Regions from separate parts of the Mus musculus genome. Here region 1 is linked to region 2. A link is a contact called in public HiChIP or PLAC-seq data. All regions are on one chromosome and are shown on one strand. The core of a region is the stretch at or near the end of the contact, and the rest is flanking DNA. Distances in the headings are between cores, read along the strand shown.

Region 1 (6,580 bases), core at 3,090-5,589, 66 kb after region 2:
GTTTAAAAATAGATTCAGTAATCTATACTTTTATTCTATCTTCCTATATTCCCCCCTCTTTTCTTTATTCTTCTTTAAAAAAAAAAGATTTATTTGTTTTATGTACTTACACACTGTCACTATTTTGAGACACACCAGAAGAGGCCATTGGATCCTATTACAGATGGTTGTGAGCCACCATGTGGTTGCTGGGGATTGAACTCAGGACCTCTGGAAGAGCATCCAGTGCTCTTAACTGCTGAGCCATCTCTCTGGCTCCTGCCCCCTTTTTCCTTCTTATCCCTTCTCCCCACTTTCCCTTAACATTAGATAGGGGAGAAAGAAGGACAGAGGAAAGAAAGAGAGAAAAGTCCCTGAATCTCACCTCCTATACTTTGTGTCCTCCCTGACCAAGACCATTAACAGCTTGTAACCAAGCCCCCTTAAACAATGACAAATATCCATCACCCATCAAATGACCAAAAACTACCCACCCCATTTTTGGGGGAATGGGACATCATTCTCTTAAAATTGCTTTTTTGTGGGGGCATCGCAAGGGTAATGGAGCAAACATGGGAGGACTTGAAAGTGAAGGTGACCAGAGTTCATGATGTGACATTCCCAAATCATCAATAAAACATTATGAAAAGTAAAAAACAAAAACAAAACGGTATAGTTTTCAAAAACGTAGCCAGGTATACAAACCTTTTTTTTTTTTTTTTTTCTTTTTTTTTCTGAGACAGGGTTTCTCTGTATAGCCCTGGCTGTCCTGGAACTCACTTTGTAGACCAGGCTGGCCTCGAACTCAGAAATCCGCCTGCCTCGGCCTCCCGAGTGCTGGGATTAAAGGCATGCGTCACTACACCCGGCTATGATGCAAACCTTTAATCCTAGCACTCGGGAGGTAGAGGCAGATGAATCCCTGAATATTAGAGGCCATCTTTCAAGCCCTGAGATATGGCATTTTGGAACTCAAGCAGCTATGATTAGCTAGCTACAGAAGATCTGCACAAGACTGGAACCATCAACGACCTGCCGCGGAAGAGGGAGGGACTTATGAGGACGTAACCCCTGCGTAAGGATCTGTGAGTAGTTAGAGATGGCTGGCAGAGCGAGTCATTTAGCTCTGGGTAGCCACTGGGTGAGATGTCCATACTCTTGTAAGCAATCCAGTGAAACTCTCTGGGTCACATACTCACAGAAAAGACATTGTGCTGGCTGGTCTTATGTCAACCTGGCACACAAGCTAGAGTTGTCTGAAAGGATAACTTGAGAAGATGCCTCCATACAATCAAGCTGTAAGGCATTGTTTAAAATTAGTGATTGATGAGGTACCATTGTGGGTGGTACCATCCCTGGGATAGTGGTCCTGGCTCCGGGCGGTGGTGGCGCATGCCCTTAATCTAATCCCAGCACTTGGGAGGCATAGGCAGGCAGATTTCTGAGTTCGAGGCCAGCCTGGTCTACAAAGTGAGTTCTAGGACAGCCAGAGCTACACAGAGAAACCCTGTCTCGAAAAAACAAACAAACAAACAAACACAAACAAACAAACAAAAAAAACCCAAAAAGAAAGTAGGCTGAGCAAGCCAGGAGAAGCACACCAGTAAGCAGTACCCTTCCATGGCTTGTGCATCAGCTCCTCCCTCCGAGTTCCTGCCCTGTTTGAGCTCCTGTCCTGACCTCCAATGATAAACAGCAATATGGAAGAATAAGCCAAATAAACCGTTTCCTCCCCAACTTGCTTTTTGACCATGGTGTTTCATCACAGCAATAGAAACCCTGACTAAGACAGACACGGATTTAGAGAGAGGGATGGTTGTAAAGAAGAAGGGGATTGGCAGTGGGAAGGAACAAGAAAGGTTAGTCGGTGAATAAGATCAAATACAATATTGGGTCAGTCAGATATTGGTGGTCCCTTACCCCCAAGCCTGATGAGTTGAGTTCCATCATCTTCTACACCCATGTGAATAGTTAAACAGCTCCTGTAAGCTGTCCCTGCCCCTCCATGTGAGGCACACAGATAAGTAAATAAGTGCAGGTAAGTCAGATGTGGTGGCACACACCTTTAGTCCCAGCATTCAGGAGGCAGACAGTGGATTTCTATGAATTCAAGGCCAGGCTGATCAACTTAGTGAGTTCGAGGCTAGCCAAGGCTACAGAGAAAGACTCTGTCTCAAAATAAAACTAAACAGAAAGAGACCCTGTCTTCCAAAAAAAGCAATTGAAAATATTTTAAATACAGATATACATATATTAAAATATCAAATTGAAGCTCTGTATTATGTGTAACTGATAAATTAATAGAAACGTGTTTTGAGAGGTCTGAAACTCCCTACATAAACCAGGCTGGCTTTGAACTCATAGAGAGCCATTTACTTGACTCTGTCTTCTTATCTCTGGGATTAAAGACACGGGCCACTGAAGTGGAAACTTGAGGGTTCTTTGGAAAGTTGGTCAGATGGTGTTTTGTTGGGGCAAACGCGTGAAGGAATGGACAAGTGGACACAGGTGTGAAAGGCTATGGCAGACTCACGAAGGCACCTTTTGCTGAAGCAGACACAGGAAGGAAGATGTTCTGCTAAAGCAAGCATGTGAAAGGAAACATAATGAAGGACTCTTTGCTAACAACATGCAAGTATTGGCTCACCTTACATTGCATAGTTGAGCTGCATTTGTTGGGGACACCATAGAGAGAAATGCACCAAAAAACTTCTGTGGGTGTGCCACAGTTTCTTGATCCTCAGTCTGCTCAGATGCGTGCGCTGAGGTAAGACCTGTGCTGAGGCAAGGCGTGTGGAGGACACGTCCTGTTTGGATGGAGACAGAGCTTGGCTTGCTAGTATAGCTAGCTGTGTGAGGCTTGTGGGTCTTCTCTGCTCTTTGCTTCCCTGAAAGAGGCACAGCTGAGAACTCCTGGTGTTCCTGTTGGTCCCTCCTGCTGACTTGAGCCCAGGCTGAGGCCTGGCTATCTCTGCTGTCACCACTGTTGCTAACCCGACTCTACTGAACTGGACTGCTGGTGTATCTGTAAGGTATTTTGCAAGTGGATCAAACTGCTGCTGCTGCCTCTAACCTGTGAACTGAACTGCCGATTTCCAGACAACACAGACAGGAGTTGCTCCAAAGAATTCTAAACAGGTGTTTACCCCCCCCCCATCCTTTCTTTTCCACTACTTCTGATGGGTGGTGGGTTACAAAGAAAGTTAAAATGTTTAAGAACCATCATTAAAAATAGGATTTGAAAAAAAATAAAGTTACAGGCCACTATGCTTGGCTAATGAAAACATTTTTAAAATGATGTATCTTATGTGTGGGAAATAACTTGTCAGTTATCAATCCAAAACAAGGGAGACGAATGTTGAAAGAAGGAGGAGGCCGTGCTTTTTGTTTCCCTGTGACAGGGTTTCTCTGTGTAGCCCTGGCTATCCAGAAACTTGCCCTGTAGACCAGCCTGGTCTCGAACTAAGAGATGAACCTGCCTCTGTTTCCCCAGTGCTGGGGTTAAAGGTGTGCGCCATCAGGCTCCATCTCTCCCACCCAGGTGAGAAGTCGGAGCTTTTTAAGCAAACGCAGCTTCTAGGTGCGGGTTATCCAAATACACACTTCCCAGCTTCACTGAAGGATCAGTGTTCAGGTAGCTTAGATGCTTTCTCTATGAAACTCCCGGCAAATATTCCTCTTGAAACTTCACTAGGGCTGGACTCGTTGTAAAGAGAGGCTGCTGTATAACAACATCCTGTCTCAAAAACAAACAGACCAGCCGGGCGGTGGCGGCGCACGCCTTTAATACCAGCACTTGGGAGGCAGAGGCAGAGGCAGAGGCAGGTGGGATTTCTGAGTTCGAGGCCAGCCTGCTCTACAAAGTGAGTTCCAGGACAAGCCAGGGCTACACAGAGAAACCCAGTCTCAAAACAAACAAAAAACCCAAACAGACCAGAACTTCATGGGCCCTCATTCACCAGCAGATCCCTAAAAGGAAGGCATTCTTATTTTTGCCGGGGGATGGAGGTTTCCCAGGTTAGACAACCTAAGCAAACACAGTACCGGCGCTCGGCCCACTGGGACTATGCGGGTTCCTGTTTCTCAGCGTTTCGTGTTGTCTTCCTTGTGAAACGAACAGGTTGGACTAAGGGATTCCTAAAGGTCATTCTTATAAAATCAAACATGTAGAGAGCGTGTACATGGCCCCGGACGCCTCTGAGCTCAGGAGCTGGGCTCTTTTGTCTGTACAGAGGAAGAAAACACTAATTAAGGCCTGAGCCCTGGCTCACTGCGTTTTCTGTCTGCCCTGCAGGGTTCAAACAAAGCACAGCTGTGGTTTAGCAGCTGCGGAATAGGTCAATAGCAAGATACCAACTGCAAATCCCTCGGAGTCTTTCCCCTCGGTTAAACAAAGGGCGGGTCCTTGGGCTGCTGATTAGACTGAGCCAGGTGGGCGGGCGGGGTCAGTCTGGCACTCAGGGTGCACAAACTGGGCAGATGTTTCAGGCTCATAGGACCGCCCCATACTGCCTCCGGGGTGGGGCAGCCCTTGACCCAAACCACGTACAACCCCACTCGCTTCTGCTGCTCCCTTAGCTCTTGGTTTATCAGATTAGACTTTTCTAGAGTGTTCTCCACTGAGCACACCCCGAGAAAAATTGATATTGATGATTACTTGACTCTGTGCTAAGAGGCTTTGTAAACTGATCCCATTTAAACTTATTTTGTACCGTGGCAAGGTGTATGGGATATGAAAATTCACCGTTTTCTTTTGCATGGTGCTAGGGATTGACCCCAGGACCTTGTGATTGTTAGCCCTGTGCTTTCCCATAAGCCACCTCTCCAGCCTTCTTTTTCACTTTATTTCCGTGTGTGTGTGTGTGTGTGTGTGTGTGTGTGTTCCACCTTGCCGAGGCAGAGTCTCACTTATTTATGATGCTGGGCTGGGTAGCCTGTAGTAGTGGACTCTACACTAGAGCTTCTGTGTAATCCTGTCTCTACTTCCCTTTCTTTCCCTCTCAGCCTGGTTTCACATGATCGCTGGGGATTCCAACCTCACATTTGAACTCATGCTTGCAGGGCGGCTGCTTACTCGCTGCACCATCTCCCCAACCCCTCCCTCCCTTTTTATTTTGACATAGGGTCTCACTAAGTTGCCCAGGCTAGCCTTGAACTCACTCTGTACTCCAGGCAGGCCTTGAACTTTATATCCTCCTGACCCAGTAGCCCTAGTAGTTGGGATCCACTAGGCCTGGCTCGTTTTAACCATTTTAAATTCAGTGGCATTAGGTGTACTTATCACTGTACAGTCAGCTACCGGTGGCTTACCATGCTGTCTGCCTTGTGATGTTGCCTCTTGTAGGTATCTGGTTTTTATTACTTGTTTTGAGACAGGGTCTCATGTACCCCAGGCTGCCCTAAAACTTAAGATCCTCCAGTCTCAGCCTTCCAAGTAGATTATAGAAATCTCAAGCATGCAACAGCCTGCTAACCTTGAACTCCTGGTCCTCTTTCTTCTACCTCCCAAGTGCTGGAATTACAGGCCCTTACCATGGTGCCTGGCTTTCCTCTCTGGTTTACATATCAGTGCAAAATTGAAGAGGGACATCCTAAAGCCCAGACCATTTATATACACTCTGGAGTGTTGTGGGCTTAGGGTCTGAATGAAGCAAGAAGCTGGGCTGGGAAGCGAGGCAGCTTATCTGTCCTTTCAGAATTTACAGTCTAGCAGGAGAGAAGAAATACACTGGGCAGTATTATACGCTGCATTCAATCATAGCTGTGGCAGGTGCTTCCCTGGTCCACCACAGCTGACCACTGAGCCCTGGAGCTGCCACACAGCTCTCAAATCCCAAGGCTACATCCATCAATTGCTCCACCAAAGGCCTCTCAGGCAGATCTAGTGCCCTTCCAGCCTTTTACACACTTAGCAATCCTGCCGCTGATTTGACCGAGACTTTTCAGTGTCCGCCGAAGGCCTCAAGGACACGTATAAAATGGTTCACCTGTTCCTACTGCCTTTGTCTCTCCATGATGGTCAGACTGAAGCTTGAGACTTACAGATCCCTAGGCTCTGCCCAGGGATTCTCTATCCTGTCACTGTGGACAACTGAATGTCACACAGGGCTGCTCTGTGCACTGTGGGGTATCCCGCTGGACATGTGGTATCATGCCTGTGACTGTACACTGATCGTGAGTTGGAGGACAGCTTGGACTACCTATGGAGTGTTTCTAAGAGCAAGCAGAACAGTCTCAAGGAAAACTGTGAAGACTACCTGGCTGGGAGAGACAATGCTATAGTTGATCAGTAAGCGGTGCTCACCTAAGCAGTAGCTCGTGGGGAATGCAGCTAGCTCCTAGACCGAGGCATTACCCCTACAGCTGTTGGAAGCTCTGTGGAGGGAAGCTCAACTGAGTCCCTCTCTGTAGGATTTGCTCTTAACTGAACAGAGCTGGCCCACGGGAAGCTCTTCAACTGGAGAAAAGTCAGCATAGGTGGTTCGGAAGAAGAAAAAAAAAAAGCCTCCCCCTCTCCATGGGCTCATAGGGAGGGGCACTGTTAAGAGGTGTGTGTGCCCTTGATAGAGTAGGTATGGCCTTGTTAGAGGAAGTGTGTCAC
Region 2 (6,530 bases), core at 53-2,552:
CTCGTTGCAGGCCCACCGTTCAGGGGGCCTGCTCTCAGGAGACACTGGTCCATCCCTCCACACGCCATACCCAACCCTCCAGCCCTTGGATATGTGTCCTGTGCCCGTCCCTGCATCCCTTAGCATGCAGATGGCCATAGCAGCTGAACCCAGGCACTGCCTTACGGCCTCCTACGGAAGCAGCTACTTCAGCGGCAGCCATATGTTCCCTGCAGGCTGTTTCGACAGCTAGGCCACACTTGGACCACAGGGAGAATCCTGAAAGATCCAGACAAAGGAAGTAAATACCTAAGAGGAGAGCTCATCCAGGTGGGACAGAGAACCTAGTACCTTTAAGTAGAGAGGGTCTTTGCTCTTTTTAAAAACAAATCAACAGAACAAAACATCCAGGGATACGCCCAACAGCATCTCTCTGGGAAATCCTTCCGTGTATGCCTGGAGGACAAAGACATGGCTCTGTGACCTTTCCCCTGAACTGCGGATCCGATGGAGCATATCAGACTTGGACAGTGAGGACTGCATACATCCGGACTTCTCAAAGACTACTTTTCATAGCCATACCACTGAAAAAGAAGGGGCACCTGACACGTCTGTCTATGTCCCTAGAAGATCCATCCTGAGTGTCTTTCTCTCCCTAGCTCCACTCCAAGGGTCCCATGGCCCGTGTTTAGGCCTGAGCACTGAGCCCATAAGGCACAGTAAGTGGCTATCTTGCCTGCCCTTTGTTTTTGAACCCCAAATCTTTCCATTCTTCTAGCTATTTCACATGCTGCTGCTTCCTGGAACAGTCTAGCTTTCTATCCTGAAAAAAAAAAAAAAAATCTTGTTTACATACCGTGTCAGGGATTTTTATGATACTTGAAAATTCTGTAGGAGCAAAAAGTTTGAATTGCCACACTGTCTGTCTGTCCCACATGAGGCTGTATCTTTTATTAATCCAACTTGGGACCAACTGGTGGATAACAACAGCGAGGGATACCACCTCTCAGGCTCACTTTGCAAGAGTCCACCCCTGGGATGCAAGTGTTCGCCTATTGGACTTGGATTACTGCCCCCTGGTGGGGGAATGTTGTTTGAAGGAGACAAAGGTTTGAACTGGCCCTTACTTCCCTCCACCACTTGCTTTTAGTGCTGAGGTTAAACTGATCCCAGACTTGAGTTTGGCCAATACTAAAGGGTAGTCATACTGTGGAATATTAGAAAAGTGGGGAGGAAGGGACTAACGTGGTATATGACACCAGCGTTGACAGGCAAGAGATTGCTAGAGCAAAAGCCCATGTCTGGGATTTGCAGTGCGAGGGCTCAGGAACACTGTCACCATGTGCAATATGTTATGACTATGACTCACAGCCTGTGCTTAAGATGTTCTTGTGGTTGGGTTTTTTGGTTTGGTTTGGTTTTTGGGGTTTTTTTGTTTGTTTGTTTTTTTCTTGGTCAGGGGACATGCTGTTCACCCATCAGAATTGGAAGGGAGGTGCAAAAGACCACAGAAACAAATTGTAATTTAGTTTTTGAAACGATTGTGTCTCTGTTGGTTTTTGTTTTCTTTTGGTGGGGGTAGGGACTTTTTTTTTTTTTTTTTTTTTGAGATCGATCTGATGTAGCTAAGGCTACACTCAAACTTAGTGCAGAGCCAAAGCTGGCCTTGAACTCCTGCTCCTCCTGCTTCAGCCTCTGATGTATCCACCACACCTTGCCTGCCATCTTGGTTCTCTTTGACTCATTTGCCAATCCAAGAGACCATAGCAGGGACGGCCAGGAAGGTTGGCCACACGCTACTGAGTCAGATTTAACGGCGATAGGGCTTTTCTGAGCAGATGGATGTCTCATGGAAACAGAGGAAGGAAAGAGCTGGATGCAGAAGAGGAGCTGCCATTTTCTCAACCAGCATAGGAACCTGCACATTCGTTTGTTATTTGTGTGTGTGTGTGTGTGTATGTGTGTGTGTGTGTGTGTGTGTGTGTGTGTGTGTGTGTGTGTGTGTGTGTATGTTTCGGCTCCTGCCCCTCCATCTCCTTTACCAGTCTCTCTGTTTGTGTGTAACTGGTTTGGAGTCTATTGTATCTGTCTGCCCTGGGCTTGGGCTTTTGAGAGAAGTACCTCCACTGGGGCCCCAGAACTAGCCTGATTCTCAGGACCAGATGTCCTGCAATAAACACATCACCTGCTCTTGGTCTCTGCTGCCTTTGTCTGGACATCTCTTAGCAAGTCAGCCCTTTCCCACATCTCTCTACTCTACCTCAGTGGGAGTCTCCTTTGGGTGAGAGGTGAAAGAGATTCAGAGGTTTATGAGATTTCTCATGCCTGTGACAGAATGACCCAATAAAATGTTTATTTCTGCTCATGGTTTGAAAGGCAGTCCACTGTGGCAGAGCAGCCATGGCAGGCAAGGGGAGCTTGTGACAGCCGTGGCAGGAACATCTTCATGGATCAGGAAGAGAAATGGGACAGGAAGTAGAGTCAGGCTGTCAGTGTCAAGGCTGGATCCCTAGAGATCTACTCCCTCCAGCAAGGTCCCAACTACAAAAGGTTCCACAACCTCCCAAGACAAGGCCACCAGCTGAGGACCGAGTATTCAAACACATGAGCCTGTGAGGATCCTTTTACATCCTCTGGACCTGAGTCCTACCCTCTAAGCAGGAACTGACTTTCCCTGGGCAGAAGAATGAGTGAGGCTTGACCTCCCAACCTGCTCTCCTGCATCCACCATTGCTCTTCAAAAGCAAACCAGTAATAGATTTGCTGCAAGGAATTGACGCGCACAGCCATGGAAGCTGGCCAACACAGAATTCTTAGACTTCACGTCAGCAGGTAACAGTTGATATGACACAGCGGTGAAGTCTAAACTTTGCAGGGTTGGCCATCAAGCCAGGAACTTGGGTAATTTCTTTCTTGCAACCTTGAGGCAGCGTTCCTTTTCTGGAAAACTTTAGTCATTGCTCTTAAAGCCTTCAGCTAGCTCAGTGGGACCCCATTCACCTGCTGCTCTTGAAGTCACACATCTAAGAAAATAATCACATCCGGGAGGGAAAAAATCATCAGAGCAATGCCTAGACTAGTTTTTCATTGAACAACAGCATCACAGCTTCACAGAGTGAAACCGCATAATTAGCTATAGTTAGTAGCTGTTGGGAGACAATTGGCCAAGCCTCTCCTAACCTGTCTTCCTACCTATTAAAATGGGGGTGGTGACCACACTTACCTGCCTGCTGGGGTCTCGTGATCAACAACAGAATGTGCATCAAGGCCAGTATCTTTAAAATGATGGGTGGTTATTATACAGTTCCTCAAAGATAAGATGATCTGCTATTTATTATAACAACAATTGCATTTTGTTTGCAGTAACGGCAGACTTTGTTGCCCAGGCTGGTTTTGAACACCTGGATTCAACTAACCTTCCCATCTTGGCCTCCCAAGTAGCTGAGACAGATACAGAAGGACACTGCTTAGCTAAGACACCTTTCAAGGGCTGAGAATGTAGCTCAGTGGCTGGGTGGCAGAGCACTTGGCTACCATGCACAGAGGTCTGGTTGTAGTTTGCAGTACCACAGAAAGTGGAAAGGGCGAAGAGAGAAAGAAGAAAGGGAAAGCAAGAGGCAGGAGAAGATGGCTAAGTGGAAGTGGGTATAGTGCTTGCCTTATAAGGGTGAACAACTTGAGGGCACATCTTTATGTGCTAGATACAGTACTGAAAGATGCAAAAAGATGGGAGTTGGAGACAAGATTTGTCACATGCCTGGCCTACACAGCAGCAAATAAGAAGAGACCTAGTCTCAAGCAAGGACCAATGCCAAAGGTTGCCCTCTGATCTCCCACACGTCATGGCATGGGTACACTTGCAGAAACATGCATATCACACACAAATTTTTTTTAAAAGGTAAAACCAGCTATCCATGGTGGTCTGTGCCTGCCATTCTATCACTCAGTGAGTTAAGGCAAGAGGATTATGAGTTTGAGGTGAGTCTGAGCTACATTGTGGGACCCTAGTTCAAAACTACAATGTGTGTGGTAGAACTATGGACCTGTCTCCGCTGTAGTGGGGAATGTCATAGTCTCTCTCGGCCCCTCTGCTCTGCCTGCATGGAAACCATTGTGTGAGCTGCCATCAGGTGCGGTTAAGGGGTATTCACCCAGCACAGATGCTTTGCCAGGTGATGCTCTAAGGCATGAGAATTAAGACTGAGGATGTCATTCGGGAGCCAAGTCTTGGTAGAGAGCTGGAACAGCCCTCACACTCACTGTACACAAGACCCACTGAGGCAAGGCGCTCTGGATTGAGGGGACCCAGATAAAATAAATTGAGTGTACGAAGAGTAATGAATTCTCTTCTGACACATCCTTTCCTGTGGCTTTATTCCCCATCTGTTACCATGGAGACCACTGAACTTTTGGCCTGGTAAGAGCTCTAGGCAAAGCTGAGCCACAGAGTCACAGCCCTAGCTTTCAAGCAGAAAGAGCAACTGATTTCTTCCAGGCATGGATACTCATGGATACTCTGTTTCGACTTTGTTGCCACACTAGACCTTGACTAGAAAAGGTTAAAAAGCAGAGATGAAGTTGTGCACACCACAATCTTATAAAACTGTCTGGAATCTGAGTTGAGATATTTCAGTAGTATTTATTGTTAATGTTGGCATGCCTGCATGCAGTGTAAAGGCTACAGAGAAGTATTCCAAGGCCACGTGGGTGTCTTAGTTAGGGTTTTACTTAGTTACTGCTGTGAAAAGTCACCATGACCAAGGCAAGTCTTATCAAGAACAACATTTAATTGGGGCTGGCTTACAGGTTCATAGGTTCAGTCCATTATCATCAAGGCAGGAGCGTGGCAGCATCCAGGCAGGCACGGTGCAGGCAGAGCTGAGAGTTCTACATCTTCATCTGAAGTCTGCTAGCAGAATACTGACTTCCAAGTAACTAGGGTGAGGGTCTTAAGCCCACACCCACAGTGGCACACCTACTCTAACAAGGCCACAGCGTCTAATAGTGTCACCCCCTGGGTCAAGCACATACAAACCATCACACTGGGCAAAGGCTGTTAGAAACCTCAGATTTGCAGTCTACTTTATTTTGAATTTGTTGTGGATTATACCTTCAGAAACCTCTTATTACTGTTGCCTTTTTTAAAAAATCTGAGAGGTGAGCTACCTCCTTTCAATGCTACTGGTGATGGTGGCAGGGTTCATAGCAACTGGTGCTAGCTGAGCATTTAATCTGCTCCAGACCCTGGTTAGTATTCCTCTTACCCATCCTAGGAACCCCAAAAGAAGGAGCTGCTGCAGGACCTGGTGGCACATGACTATAATCCCAGCACTTAGGAGATAGGCAGGTAGCCAGTGTGAGTGCAGGGGCAATCAAGGTTATATAGTGAGACCCTGTCTCAAAAAATAAATAATAACAATAATAATAGATCATGGCACAGGAAGATTTGCTGGAGTGGAGCTATAAAGGAAAGAGGCACAGTTCAAACCCTGAGGCCTGAACCTATCTTACCCTTGGCTAAGAAAGAGAAGGTCTTGCTAAGCCCCCTTAACACAGCGACAAGGTGGGTCAAATGAGGCTCTGCATCCCCTGGTGATGCTCCCACGTGACTTAGAAGCTAGTGGCAGAGGCACTCCTGAGCCTTTGGTTACACTGACTTGAGAGTGGTGCTGTGACAATGGTTGAGCTGCTGGAGGTAGCAACTCTATTAGGGTAAGCTCACCTGTAGCCCCACTTATAGCTGGAGAAGGAGGCTCAGAGGAGGGACGGACTTGGGAAAGGTGACACAGTTACTGGGGGACAAAAGAGGGTCTTGACCCCTGGCAGTGTGGAAGGAGGGCTTGAACTCCAGTGTAGATCTTAACCACTTACCTGCTTGCAGGCCAGCAAGGTGACACTTTGTCCTTGGTCCCTCACTCCATATACCTGCAAAGCTGTGGCCCTCATCAAGGAATGAAGCTCAGCACCAAATATGTTTAGGGTTGCCTGGATTCCTGCTCTGTGACCTTAGGCAGAGCTCTATCCCTCTCTGAACCTATTTCTCTATCTGTGAAATGTGTTTTAGTCAAGAGCTGAGGTGGTTTGATTACATACTTCCTGGGTCCAGGAGACTTACAATAAGACTGCCTCCCTCTCTGTCAACTCTCTTAATTTTGGTGTGTGTGTGTGTCTGTGTGTGTGTGTGTGTGTGTGTGTGTGTGTGTGTGTGTGTGTGTATGTGTGTGTGTGTATGGTATTTGTATAGGGAGCACGTACTTGTAAGTGTGGCTGTGTACAACTGTGTATGTTAAGCATATGGATGCCAGAGTTCAATATTAGGTATCTTTGCTTTTGTTTGTGTATTTGTTTTATTATTTAAAAAAAACTTGGAGCTGGGCGTGGTGGCTCACGCCTTTAATCCCAGCACTTGGGAGGCAGAGGCAGGCGGATTTCTGAGTTCGAGGCCAGCCTGGTCTACAAAGTGAGTTCCAGGACAGCCAGGGCTACACAGAGAAACCTGTCTCAAAAAACCCAAAAAAATACAAAATTAAAAAACTTGGTAATAAATAAAA

The links. HiChIP or PLAC-seq counts read pairs in DNA pulled down with a chosen protein or histone mark.
Region 1: a contact with region 2 is called in an H3K27ac HiChIP or PLAC-seq map of embryonic stem cells, with 6 read pairs. The contact joins two enhancer-like sites. A contact is called at or near these places in 2 of 39 promoter capture datasets (embryonic stem cells and stem cell-derived epiblast-like cells), 2 of 484 Hi-C or Micro-C datasets (both in embryonic stem cells), 3 of 115 datasets of contacts at active chromatin or transcription factors (embryonic stem cells, extraembryonic endoderm stem cells and pancreatic cancer cells) and 3 of 9 other capture datasets (adipose tissue, liver and pancreatic islet).

What each region holds. Positions count from the first base shown.
Region 1 is chr11:43,648,937-43,655,516 of GRCm38.p6, forward strand. No RefSeq gene overlaps it. Among named protein-coding and RNA genes, the nearest start is that of Pwwp2a, 30 kb to the right of the region's middle. Within about 2 kb of position 4,340, at least 68 of the 459 cell types and tissues checked have an H3K27ac peak or open chromatin away from gene starts, as enhancers often do. A contact at or near this core is called in embryonic stem cells, where this site is marked.
Region 2 is chr11:43,585,484-43,592,013 of GRCm38.p6, forward strand. Ccnjl (cyclin J-like) reads left to right here. Exons shown (of 6, transcript NM_001045530.2): 6 at 1-1,516. The coding sequence ends at 232. Among named protein-coding and RNA genes, the nearest start is that of Fabp6, 13 kb to the right of the region's middle. Within about 2 kb of position 1,303, at least 18 of the 459 cell types and tissues checked have an H3K27ac peak or open chromatin away from gene starts, as enhancers often do. A contact at or near this core is called in embryonic stem cells, where this site is marked.